Regions from separate parts of the Sorghum bicolor genome. Here region 2 is linked to region 1. The links are chromatin contacts, called in public HiCAR-type maps. All regions are on one chromosome and are shown on one strand. Each heading gives the region's core, a stretch centred on a gene start, on an enhancer-like site or on the middle of the called end of the contact. The rest is flanking DNA. Distances are from core to core; before and after follow the strand shown.

What was found. HiCAR-type assays count read pairs that join an accessible place to other places.
Region 2: a contact with region 1 is called in a HiCAR-type map of leaf, with 3 times the contacts expected there. The contact joins the promoter of LOC8079507 here to the promoter of LOC8079506 in region 1. A contact is called at or near these places in 1 of 4 Hi-C or Micro-C datasets (leaf mesophyll) and 1 of 1 datasets of contacts at active chromatin or transcription factors (leaf).

Annotation. Positions count from the first base shown.
Region 1 is chr3:1,566,123-1,571,639 of Sorghum_bicolor_NCBIv3, forward strand. It overlaps LOC8079506 (transcription factor bHLH30), which reads right to left and starts at 2,991. Exons shown (of 2, transcript XM_002457083.2): 1 at 1,489-2,991; 2 at 317-1,139. The coding sequence starts at 1,806. The coding sequence ends at 645.
Region 2 is chr3:1,807,935-1,813,451 of Sorghum_bicolor_NCBIv3, forward strand. It overlaps LOC8079507, which reads right to left and starts at 3,448. Exons shown (of 7, transcript XM_021455175.1): 1 at 3,218-3,448; 2 at 2,155-2,308; 3 at 1,633-2,023; 4 at 1,469-1,531; 5 at 1,173-1,265. The coding sequence starts at 2,262. LOC8081406 (protein transport protein SEC13 homolog B) reads right to left here. Exons shown (of 2, transcript XM_002454894.2): 2 at 4,144-5,346. The coding sequence starts at 5,281. The coding sequence ends at 4,364.

The DNA of each region.
Region 1 (5,517 bases), core at 1,741-4,240:
CATCAACCGACTGTATTATTAGCCTTCCCTTGCTCTAACAATGTACCTACGAGTCTTCAGTTATTATTGCTGATCAGCTCGGTAGCTGGACTGATGGAGCTCTCACTCGATCTCTCACTCTCACCAGCAGGGGCGAGCATTAATCTGAGTTAGTGACTTCTGCACATGCATGCAGGGAAATTAAGAAATCTGAATCTGCATCTGCGTCGAAGTTGAGCAAGATGGAGCAACAACAACCCATCGAGTAAAAAGCTGCACCTGCAATTAGCATACATAAAGGGGCCGGGGCCGGGGCGCCGGACCAGGTAGCCAGTAATTAAATTTGAATTACACCGGGAGTAATAATCCTCTTCCAAAGTAGTCATACTAGCAATTAAGCATGCAGGGATCAAAATGTTCGTACAAAACAAGTAAAAGGTAAACAGTACAACACAATCACTGTAACTCAGTGTCCTGGGAATATATCACTCTTTATCATGCAGTTACCGTACGTGGTAGCAGCAGTAAATAATTCAGTGCTGCAACTTCTTTACTAGCCAGTGGTAAGGTTAGCACACGACGAATATGGTTCGGTTCATGGAGGATAACCTTGCTTGCACGTACGTCTTCGTCTTCTCTGAATGAATCATCCGATCGGTCAAGGTTCAAGAAGAGGAGCTCGAGGACTCGAACGTGGAGACCCTCCGCCGCTTGTTGAGAAGCGACGCCCTCGGCGCGAACTCGAGCGCGGAGTTGGCCCTGTCGAGGACGGACTGGAGCGCCTGGTGCACCGACTCGACGACGACGGCGCCCACGTCGCCGCCGCTGCCGTTGCCGCACGACGACGACGACGACATGATGAGGAAGGTGAAGCGGACGCGGCCGCCTAGCGTGGTGACCTCGGAGCCGACGACGCTGAGCCGCAGCGGCCGCAGCGCCTGCTTGACGTCCGCGAACACGTCGGCGCCGTCGTCGCAGCTCAGCGTCGCCCTCACGAGGACGCCGCCGCCGGTCGTAGATGGAGGCGCGCCCTGGACCAGCTCGACGGCGACGTCGTCCGCGTCGGCCGGGACGGCGCAGTGGTCGCGGATCCGCGCCGCGGTCGCCTTGAGCTTCTGCACGTGGGTTATCACCTCCGCCAGCAGCGCGGCCTTGTCCATCTGCATGCATGGTACCGAGTTGGGCCTCAGTTTCGTGTTGGGCTCGGTCTGGGCTATCCGACAATAAAGATAGAATTGGGCCTAGAGCTAGATAATGTTGGGCCTTTCTTCGACTGGGCTTCGGCCCAGTCTCCATCGCGGTGAGTCGGTGACCAATTTTGCTGCGCTGCCAAGTCGCGTCGTCACCTTCGCCGGCGCGGGACGGCGCGCCGCTGGCTGGCAACGGACGGCGGACGAGCAGCCCGGCGCGCCGGTGCAACGACCCCCGCCACCGAGTAGGCACCTAGAACGCCCATGCACTGGTACAAGTTACTACTAAGCTACACGAGAAGGAGACAGAGGCACTGACCTTGTCGGAGCAGGGCACCATGGTCCGGAGCGTGGCGAGGTGCGCGTTGATCCTCTCCCTGCGGCGCCGCTCCGCCTCGCTATGGTTCTTGAGGGCCATCGCCGCCTTGTCGTCCCGGCGGTGGTCTCCCTTCCTCTTCGGCGCCTCCTCCTCCGTGGAAGCCGCACCGGCGTCCAGCAGCCCGCCGGCGCCGCCGTCCAAGACGACAGGCGACGTCAGCTGCTGGCTAACAAGCCCGTAGTCGTTGTGTCCATGTCCGCCGCCGTAGAACGCGTCGAGGAGCCCGGCGTCGGCGAAGGGGACGGAGCCCATGTCCATGTCGTCGTGAAAAGCTTCCAGGGCTGACCACGGTGACGACGACGATCCGCGAGGCACAAGAACATAACAGTGCAGTTTCTGACAACTAATACTGGTAGGAGTATATAACAACGAACTCGGCAGATGTCAACTGTGAAGCACGCAAGAGAGATGTTGCCTTTTTTTTTCTGATGGATCAGGGGCTGAGGGCAGGCGATCGGCAGGGACAGGAGGACAGCTCTTGGATCCAAGAAGTTGCGGCCACAAGGGCCAAGAACGCGCCTCCAGAATGTTTGACACACGAGACGGGCAGCAAAGTCCAAGCGTGCCTTTGTTTCCCAAGCTTGGACAAGGAACAGCAGCACCAAGGCCTTGGTTCCCAAGAACACGGGCCGGACAGGAGCCCTTGCTTTCTCCCAAGGGAAGCGGAGGCACCGGCAGACAGGCTCGCGACGAGATCACACGAAAAGCAGAGCCATGTCTTGTAGTAGTACTAGCTAGGGAAGGAGACTGACAGCAGCAGGCAGGCAGGGTTGGAGATCCGAGAGCTGACAGCTGAGTGAAAGAAGAGCCAAGAAAGACAGAGGAGGGAGATGGGGAAAGGAGCCGCCCGGGGAGGGGAGCACGAGACCAGCTGATCGAGCGCGCTCAGGTGCCTGGAGGCCGGTTTGGAGGGCAGGACCAGAAGGGGAGCTTCACGCGTCGCAGCATCCTCCGCTCTGAGCTCGCCTTGCTGCCCAGCCTTGCTTGTTGGCGTCGCTGATCCATTTGTGGCTTCGGTGAGCTTGCTTGTTGCGTCCTCCTCCCGGGGCTTCTAGTGGAGGGAAGGTTTCATCTTTATGAAAGGGATCATCTTCTCTTCTGATATATGTATGAACGCAGATGCAGGCGATATGTGTGATCTTTCCCTCGATCACCTCACGGTGTAGCTAAGCTAGTTCTTGGTGATTGGTGTCTTTGGTTTGTGGCTCGATCTCAGGAACTCCTGTTTCTGCCTTCTGCGATGGCAGCAAGACAGAGGCAAAGCTGAGCTCTCGTCAGAATGCTGGAGGAAGGAGGAGGAAGACGACCAGCTAGCTCTAGCAATAGCTCTGCTCTTTGTGAGTGGAAAAGGGTTTGAGAGCGAGGGAGAATATATGTATGTGTCTTTGTGTGTTCTTGTCTGATTTTTTTTGAGATTGTTTTTCTGCGATTGACGTAGAGGATAAGGACTAGTCGTTGCACATTTTTTCTATGTTGCTTGCTGGGTTCGCTTTTGGTTTGCTTGCTTGGCCTCCTTGCACCATTGTTTGGGATTCTTTCACCTTCCTGATAGCGCCACGGGAATTTCTTGATTGTCCATACAGTTTTGGTGTGTGTATGTGTCTGTGATTGCAGGTTCTTTGATCACTTGGTCATCGTAATCTGACCGACTCCACTGATTAGCCCACGTTCGCCAAATAAGGGCATGTTTAGAATATAGGAAAAACTTCGTGTTCCTATACTTATCTTCTTTGAAATTGAACTGATTTCTGTGAGAATCTCATACTGTAAAATTTTTATTCAAACATGCGCTTAGAATCCAACGAACAATAAGATAGTCCTGCTATTTTCCTTTTCTGGAAAAATATCTTTACACAACTCTTAGTATGGACAAATCAATTTCTAACCTACAACTTGCATTGTTGTTTGATTTTTTTAATCCTGAATTACGAGATCAGGTTACCCAACGCTTTTCACCCACCAGATATGTCTAGAATCTATGGTAATATAACCAGATGGAGACTCACCCGTTGTTCTTGCTAAAAAAAAGCTAGAAATAATTGAAAAAACTAATTTTCTATCTAAAATGACTAATTTGTCTTAAATCAGAAAAATGATATCTACATGTTGGTGCTCCATTTGGAGTTATTTGCATCTTATACATTCATGTCTTCTAGTGTTTTGCTGCTTGTAGTCGGCCCTATAGTGTTGATTTCGTAACTAGTTGATTGCATGGTGTTTGAGACACCACAATCAACATAAAGTAATAGCGCTAGCCATGCAATGCTTGAATAGGATCTATACAAAGCACGGAATTTGTAGGGTTGTAGTCATCTTCCATGTATTTCTATATACTCATAGTATGCTAGATCATCTTGATCAATCTTCAAGTATTATACCGCACAAAACGATAATTTAAATAAAAAATAAGCACGACTACAAGTAATAAAACAAACAAATAAATTTCAAACAGCTCTAAGTAGATCACCAAAATAGAAAAATTATACTTTTATAAAATAATTGGTACGAGTTTTATATTTATTTGATTTAGAATAGATTAGTTAATTTTAGAGATTAAATCAAATATTTATTATTTTCAAAAAAAGGAAACCACCATTAAAACTAGTTAGTTGTTAGAGGCCAAATTTATTTGGTTTCAATAATTGAATGGTGTCAAGTGTCCAGTATCTAGTTTTATAGTTTATAATTAAAAATCAGACAGTCGTGCAAGTTGAAGGTTGAAAAAAAATTGACTTTACACTTAACACACACACACAACACTATCAAGACATACTTCATGTTGCATCAAATAAATTGATATTGTACGTGTTGATGATTTTTTCTATAATTTGATTAAAGTTAGATAAATTTAACTTAGAACAAAATTAAAGCAACCTGCATTTTGAAAAAAGTGCCGACTTATCGACACCAAGTTCAAAATTTCCCACCTATCCCTGACGTAGTGACACCTTCAGTAGACAAGAACAGTTGCAAATTGTTCGATCATTAAGTCCTTAATCTGATGTCAGAACTTAGAGCTTATGAGCTAATGCAACTTGTGTAGTGACTCAAGTACACTGCAGCATAGATCATACTAATGATGATGCAACGCATGAAATCGATGCTGTCCATAACTGTAACAGAAAATGCAAGATAAAAAATGCAGTCCATCTGTTCCAAAATGCAAGTTGTTTGCCCCAAATGCCGTGGAAACCAAATCTAGGAAAGGCCAGCTTCTAGAGGACAACCCATGTTTATAGCCAATGAGTCTGAGAAGATAACCTGTAAGCTAGAAACAAATTTATCTAAATAAAGGGAGTTCGTTTCTGGAATTTCTAGGATGTAGTTTCAATGTAAAATGAGTCGGACTCTGCTCCATATCAATCCTTGAATTTTCAAGTCCAATTTCACTTCGAAAGTCTTCACAGATTTTCAGAGGGAAATGATCACATGCCTTCTTGGCTCACAGTCTTGCATCCAAATAACAGGATCAGCACAACAAGATGCATCTGTTGATGTACCCTTGTGAATTTCCTGCTTTTTTCTTCCATGTCTCCGCCGAACTTTTTGGAGAGCATGCTATTTGGGTAGCTTCTTTTAGCAAAAACACACAAAAAAATATCTATTGCTCCAGTAGTTCAACTAACTGCATATATTTTTATGCCATAATTTTTTTTCTTTATTAGGGTGATGTCAACACAGCTCTAGGTACCTTGACATTGCCATTTCAACCATCCTCTTTGGCTCTCTCTGACAAATATAGGGTGCCAAGCATTTCATATACAATTCTGCTTCCCAAGCCGTCTGCATAAGCTCATAAATAATTCATAACATGACGTTTAGTTTGGATGACTTCAATCCTTATAGGTGAATAGTTCATGGATGCCAACATCTGTCTTTGGTTTTATATAATTTAACAAACAGAGATGTTCACAACCCATTCTTTTTGTTTGACTTGTAGCCCTCAACAAGTCTATTCTTTGGCGACCG
Region 2 (5,517 bases), core at 2,198-4,697, 240 kb after region 1:
CAAAGGGGTAGTGTGAACAACATTATTTAAGAAACTATTATTGGTGGAAAGTGTGTGTAGTCCTGCTGTTAATAAACCACACGCCCTGATAGCAGTAACACGGTTGTAACAGCTTTGATGTTAAGTCAAATGTGAAATGAAAGACTATAGCTTGTTAGTCAGTTAGACCGAAGGCCTGTATCGGGGCACACGGTTGGCACCCTTTGGAGGGAATCAAGCATGAGGAATCAATTTAAGCCATTCCAATCTATAATCCCTAGCATATCAGCATTTACCCCTATGGTTCATTATACTATCTAAGCAATTGTATCCCAAGACCATCATCTAGTTTTACTTAAGTATAGAAGAAGTTTTATGTCTTATATAAAATTATTTATACTATTTTGCTCAATTATGTCAGGCAAACTCCATTATCAAATACTATGAAGTTGCTCCGTTTGCAATGTGTGAGGTACATAATCATCTTGGGTTATGGTAGTGGAAGCTGCAGGGACACTTACATCATTTTTTTAATCAAAATAAATGTAAAACAGATTAGTGTATTTATGACTAGTGGACAAATGTTTAAATAAGCCAGTTGTATATCTTATAAAGCACTTGCTATTTTTTTTTCTCAAGTGAACAGTCAAAGATGTATATACTTTTTAAGCCATTATTTTGATTTTTAAGATCAAATAGTCAGTATGCTTACGTTTTACCCACTTCTATCAACTCTAAAACTTGCAAATGTGGGGAAAAAATGAGCCTTTATAACAAGGAGGGCCATCATGTGGTTCGCTAAAGCATACCAGTTTGTGTACCACATCTAATTACTTTTCACCAAGTAGGACAAATTGCTGTCATGCCAATTTAATACAAGGGTATATGATTGAGAATATTTACGTTGCATTGAATTTATTCTAAATACAAGGGGAGAGGTAACAGAACTATCAGTCACAGTTAAAAGGTGACAAGATGCAAACCATGCACTGTTACTCCAACAGGGTCGTTTGTACTGTGTAATACCATTTGCTCTTCATAATTTGCACAAGAATTTTCTACTGGTATTACTCCACTACAAACAGAAGAATCTGCCAGGGTATGAAGGCACGGTAAGTAACTTGAAAAAAAATAATGATGTGCCTTTGCCATCTTATAGATATAAGGATAAAATGAGGTTACAAGGTATTTGCCTGAATGTCCACAACAGTTGAATCCAACTTGCTCTGTCTCTTCTGTTTCCAAAGCATGAAGTGCATGATCATCTTGAGGTATGGTGGTAAGTTCTGTCAGGTCAATTACAAAATTTTCATTAAAATTAAAACAAATATAAAGACAGATCAAAATATTGATGGAAGGCGATAATGGACGGAATAAGCCAATGGTCTGGGCATATGGCTATGGAATCAAGTGTGATTTTACAAATCTGTTTTAAAAACACAGTATTGTCGATATTAAAAGTTTGCAAGGATCTCATGATGACACGAACCATGTGATCGCTGTGGTTTTACAGAAGTCACTGGATTCCATAAAATGACTTCCTCAGAGCTGTCTGAAAGGGAAACAAAGAGGGAAAACAGTACAGAACAATAATTAGTTAGGCAAGAAGATGCAGATGAGGAGAAATAAAGTGTATATTAGAAAAACTAGTACCATATATTCTAGTTGTTGAGATGTTCTCAGGCAAAATACACTGATCATTTGATTCGATATGAGCTCCTTCAGATGAATTATTTTCTGGGTACACATGATTCATCAAGGATAAACCTGTACTTTTTGTTGAAAATGATTCGGTTTGATCAGTATCACAGCCAGTAGAACTGTTCTCCATGGTAATGAAGGATGCAGGAGTTGAGGGTTCAATGTTTGGTCCAACTAGCTCCTTTTCAATTGATGTTGGCGAAGATTCAGTGATAACATAGCAATTGGATTGATCGTTATTTGGCACCTCATGATCAGTAAAGGGACCATAAAATATTGCATGAACATCTTCAATGAATTCGACAGCCTTATCATGAGCCGAATCAAGATACTTGATCGGGAGCTGTCCATAAATGGGGAAAGTTAGTAACAAAGCATATCAAGAACATCTTATGTTGCGTTCGAATATCCAAATATGTGTAAACCGAAAAAAACATGTTAAACATCAAAGTCATGAGAAGGAACTACTACTACCTCCATGAACTTTTTCACATTTTCCTCAAATCCGTTAAAATCGATGCCCATGTCAAATCCACCCATATGTGAGAAGTCAATATAATCTGAATCAATGCTTCTCGCCATTAGCCTTCTTTTTTTCTTTCTTTGTCAATAAAATGGTGGAAAAATCCTGTTTCAGAGCACACTGAAAATTCAGCATTAAGTACCAACAAACATTATTAGAGTATAACATGTGGTTCTAATTGTAGCAAGTATAAATTCCTACCAGGTTCTAGGAATAAGCTTGATAGCAATCCACATATCTGATTCAGACAGGCTCAGGAACAGTAGATGTACTTGTTTTGCATTAAACTATTCACTGGCATTGAGTGGGAAATGCTAGTTTATTATACATAATCTGATCCTATATAACTCCAATCAGTTAACAGGATTCCTGGTCAGAACGATACAATGTGTTTGCAATAACACTAGGCAATTTACGTCCTGTTTCTAAAGGCATGCCGTTCTTCCATGTCAAGTCATGTTTGCAGGATAGAATTTCCAAATTAGCATGACACTGGTGTCCGAACCTTCAGACGAATTGTACTCTAATCCCTAGTGAACTTAGCAAAGTGTTGTACCTGTCATTAACACAACCTACAGTGGCCAGTTCTGCTCAAACAAAGCTTGATGAGACTAAGACTGAGCAGAACAAAAGGGTTGATTTTTGTCATCGAACCGTTAGTGAAACCTCAGTCAGATTTCTTAAACGAGCAAAGCTTATCTGATCCCCTCTCCAATCGACCCCAAAAATAAGTAGTGAACTACTAGCATCCAAGCACCCAACCAAACGAATAATCAAACCAAAGCTTAGTCCTTACAGAACCCCAGTAAAAGAGCATCATACTGCCCTAAAACTAAAAGGAGCCGAACTTGGTGGAAACCAAGAAGAGATGAACCTAGTCGCGCCGTCGGATTAAACCAACGCCAGAATCAAGAATCGCAGCGACGAAGAATAACCAATCCAACGAGCACCAAAAGCGCTCGCTTATGGAACAGAAGAGGTAGGGGTAGAAAAAGATAGAACTGAAACCCGCACCTTCCGTCGCCGGCCGCCGGCGACGAGTGAGCTCTCGAAGCCGCCGTCTAGCCTTTTCGGGGAGAAAAAGAAGAAGAAAACAACACACGAAGCGGGGGGTCGCTAGGGAGCTGAGTGGATGTGGAGTACAAAAAAGTGGCCAAGCGCGAATCTTTTGGAGCACGAACTCCTCTCCCAGGCCTGACGTTTGTGCGGCCGCAGTTGGTGTAGTTTCAGAGGCGAACGAACAGAACGCACTCCTGAAATCTTGCCAAAATAATTAATGCGATCGGTTATTTTGTAGGGCTATGATTAATCCAGTGATCTTGAGGCCGATCTGCGCCGTTGAATTAGGACCCGTCGTACTAGAACTTGGAATCCCCGTTGAGAGGGACACAAACTCTGTTTTTCTCCCTTTCTACGAGCAGGAAAAGGACTCCCTGTTGATTGTAACATATACAGTCCTAAAACATGAACATATTTTCCTTTTTGTGGTAGAAACAATTCGATTTTAAGAAAAAGTTTCTGGGTGCCTGATTCTAGTTCTAGATGTATCAACCCTCGATGTTGGATGGACCAAATAAAACACTGTAGGAGTATTAACAGAACTTTGTGACTACTAGGTGGCCACACAAGCTATGCTTTTTCTGAAAGAGAAGGGTGACGAAAACGACGAGTACTTCAACAGGATATAGAAGGAAAAGCGAGTGATTTTGGGCTGCACAGAGACGCCTCGGCAGGAGGCTTTCTTTGGCCTTAGCCCCTCGTTGATACCAGTGGACCAAATTATGTCTGGCTTCATCTTCTGTCTGGCCACAGTTTCAACTTGGGGTACACGTACAAGTGCAAAGCTTACATCAGCAATGCAGAAAGCATCAAGTATATCCAATTAACCGTTATCCAGAAGGTGATATATGAACAACCTGAGTGAATTAACGAATTAAACATGGGAAAGAAAAGGCACTGAATCGAGAAACAGAATGATCCACATAGTCAATTTTTCACTTCGGCCAGAGCCTGAAACCATGTCTAACGCAGTCATGCCTTCCCAACAGGTATGAACCACAAACAGCTCCACAGGGAGGGACATAGCTTTACCTTACACGAAAAATATAATTATTTAGGGAATATTGGTGAGGAACAACTCTAGAGACCTCTATGGACCTATTATGGCTCAACAGTCGTCACTTGCTGCCATTCGCCATCGACAGCTTCCTTCCACAGGGTCACATTGTTGTTGCCATCAGACACCGCCAATATGTTCCCAGTCAGTGACCATGACAGCCTCCACACAGGGGTCCTGAAATCATACAGCACCTGGCCTTCCCACTGCTCGCCTTCTTTTGCTGCTGTCCAGATAACAACTGTTCCATCCTGAGAGGCGCTGGCAATGGTGGACTTTGGAAGGCCCAGGTTTGGCGCCCACGCAACATCTCTCACCCAGTCCTTGTGCATCTGTAAGGCAGGGAAACAGTCCATCCGCCAACTCCCATTGTTGAGCTTCCACACCTTCACCGTGTTGTCGCAGCCACCAGAAGCGAGTTTCTGAACATACTCAAACTGACCAGAAGATCCTGCACTGATTAGAGCTCCCGGTGCCATTGCTGGGGCCCAAGAAACTGAGGTCACACCGACTGGATGCGCCTGATCAATACGTGTGGTGTCCCAGCCTCCATCAGAACGAGCAGTGAAGACTGAAATGTTCCCATCTGATGAACCACAAGCCAAGCATAGACCCAGCTCATGAGGCGCCCATGCGATGGAATTCACGGAGGACTTGTGCTCAGCAAAGGTGTGTACCAGTGCCCATTCATCAGGCTTGCTTCCTTCCTTCCAGATGATCACCCGGCCGTCGTAGCTGCAGGATGCGAGCATGGAACCAAACTTGGGATGAGCCCATGCGACTTGCCATACTGGGCCCTGGTGTCCACTCAAAGTTGCAAGCTGCTGGTGTGAGTTTCCACTTACGCCAATGATCTTTATTGTGTTATCAGAGGAGGCTGTAGCTAGGCGCTTCCCATAGTAATCCATGGCGATATCATGCACCACATCTTGATGCCCAGTTTCAATCTTATGGGGTGGCATTGTTCCACCGATCTAACTTTAACTTAACAAATATGACAACCTTCTGTGTTCACCACTTCAGTGTCCTATACGATCAAGCGAGGAGCCGAGGATATTAGATAAATGATAAATCAAAGAATAACATAAGTACATAAGGTATGCACACTAACTAGCCAAAAAATGAGACCAGGTTAAACATCATATATTCACATGGAGTTGATGATATGCCATATTGCAACCACAACATCAATGCAGAA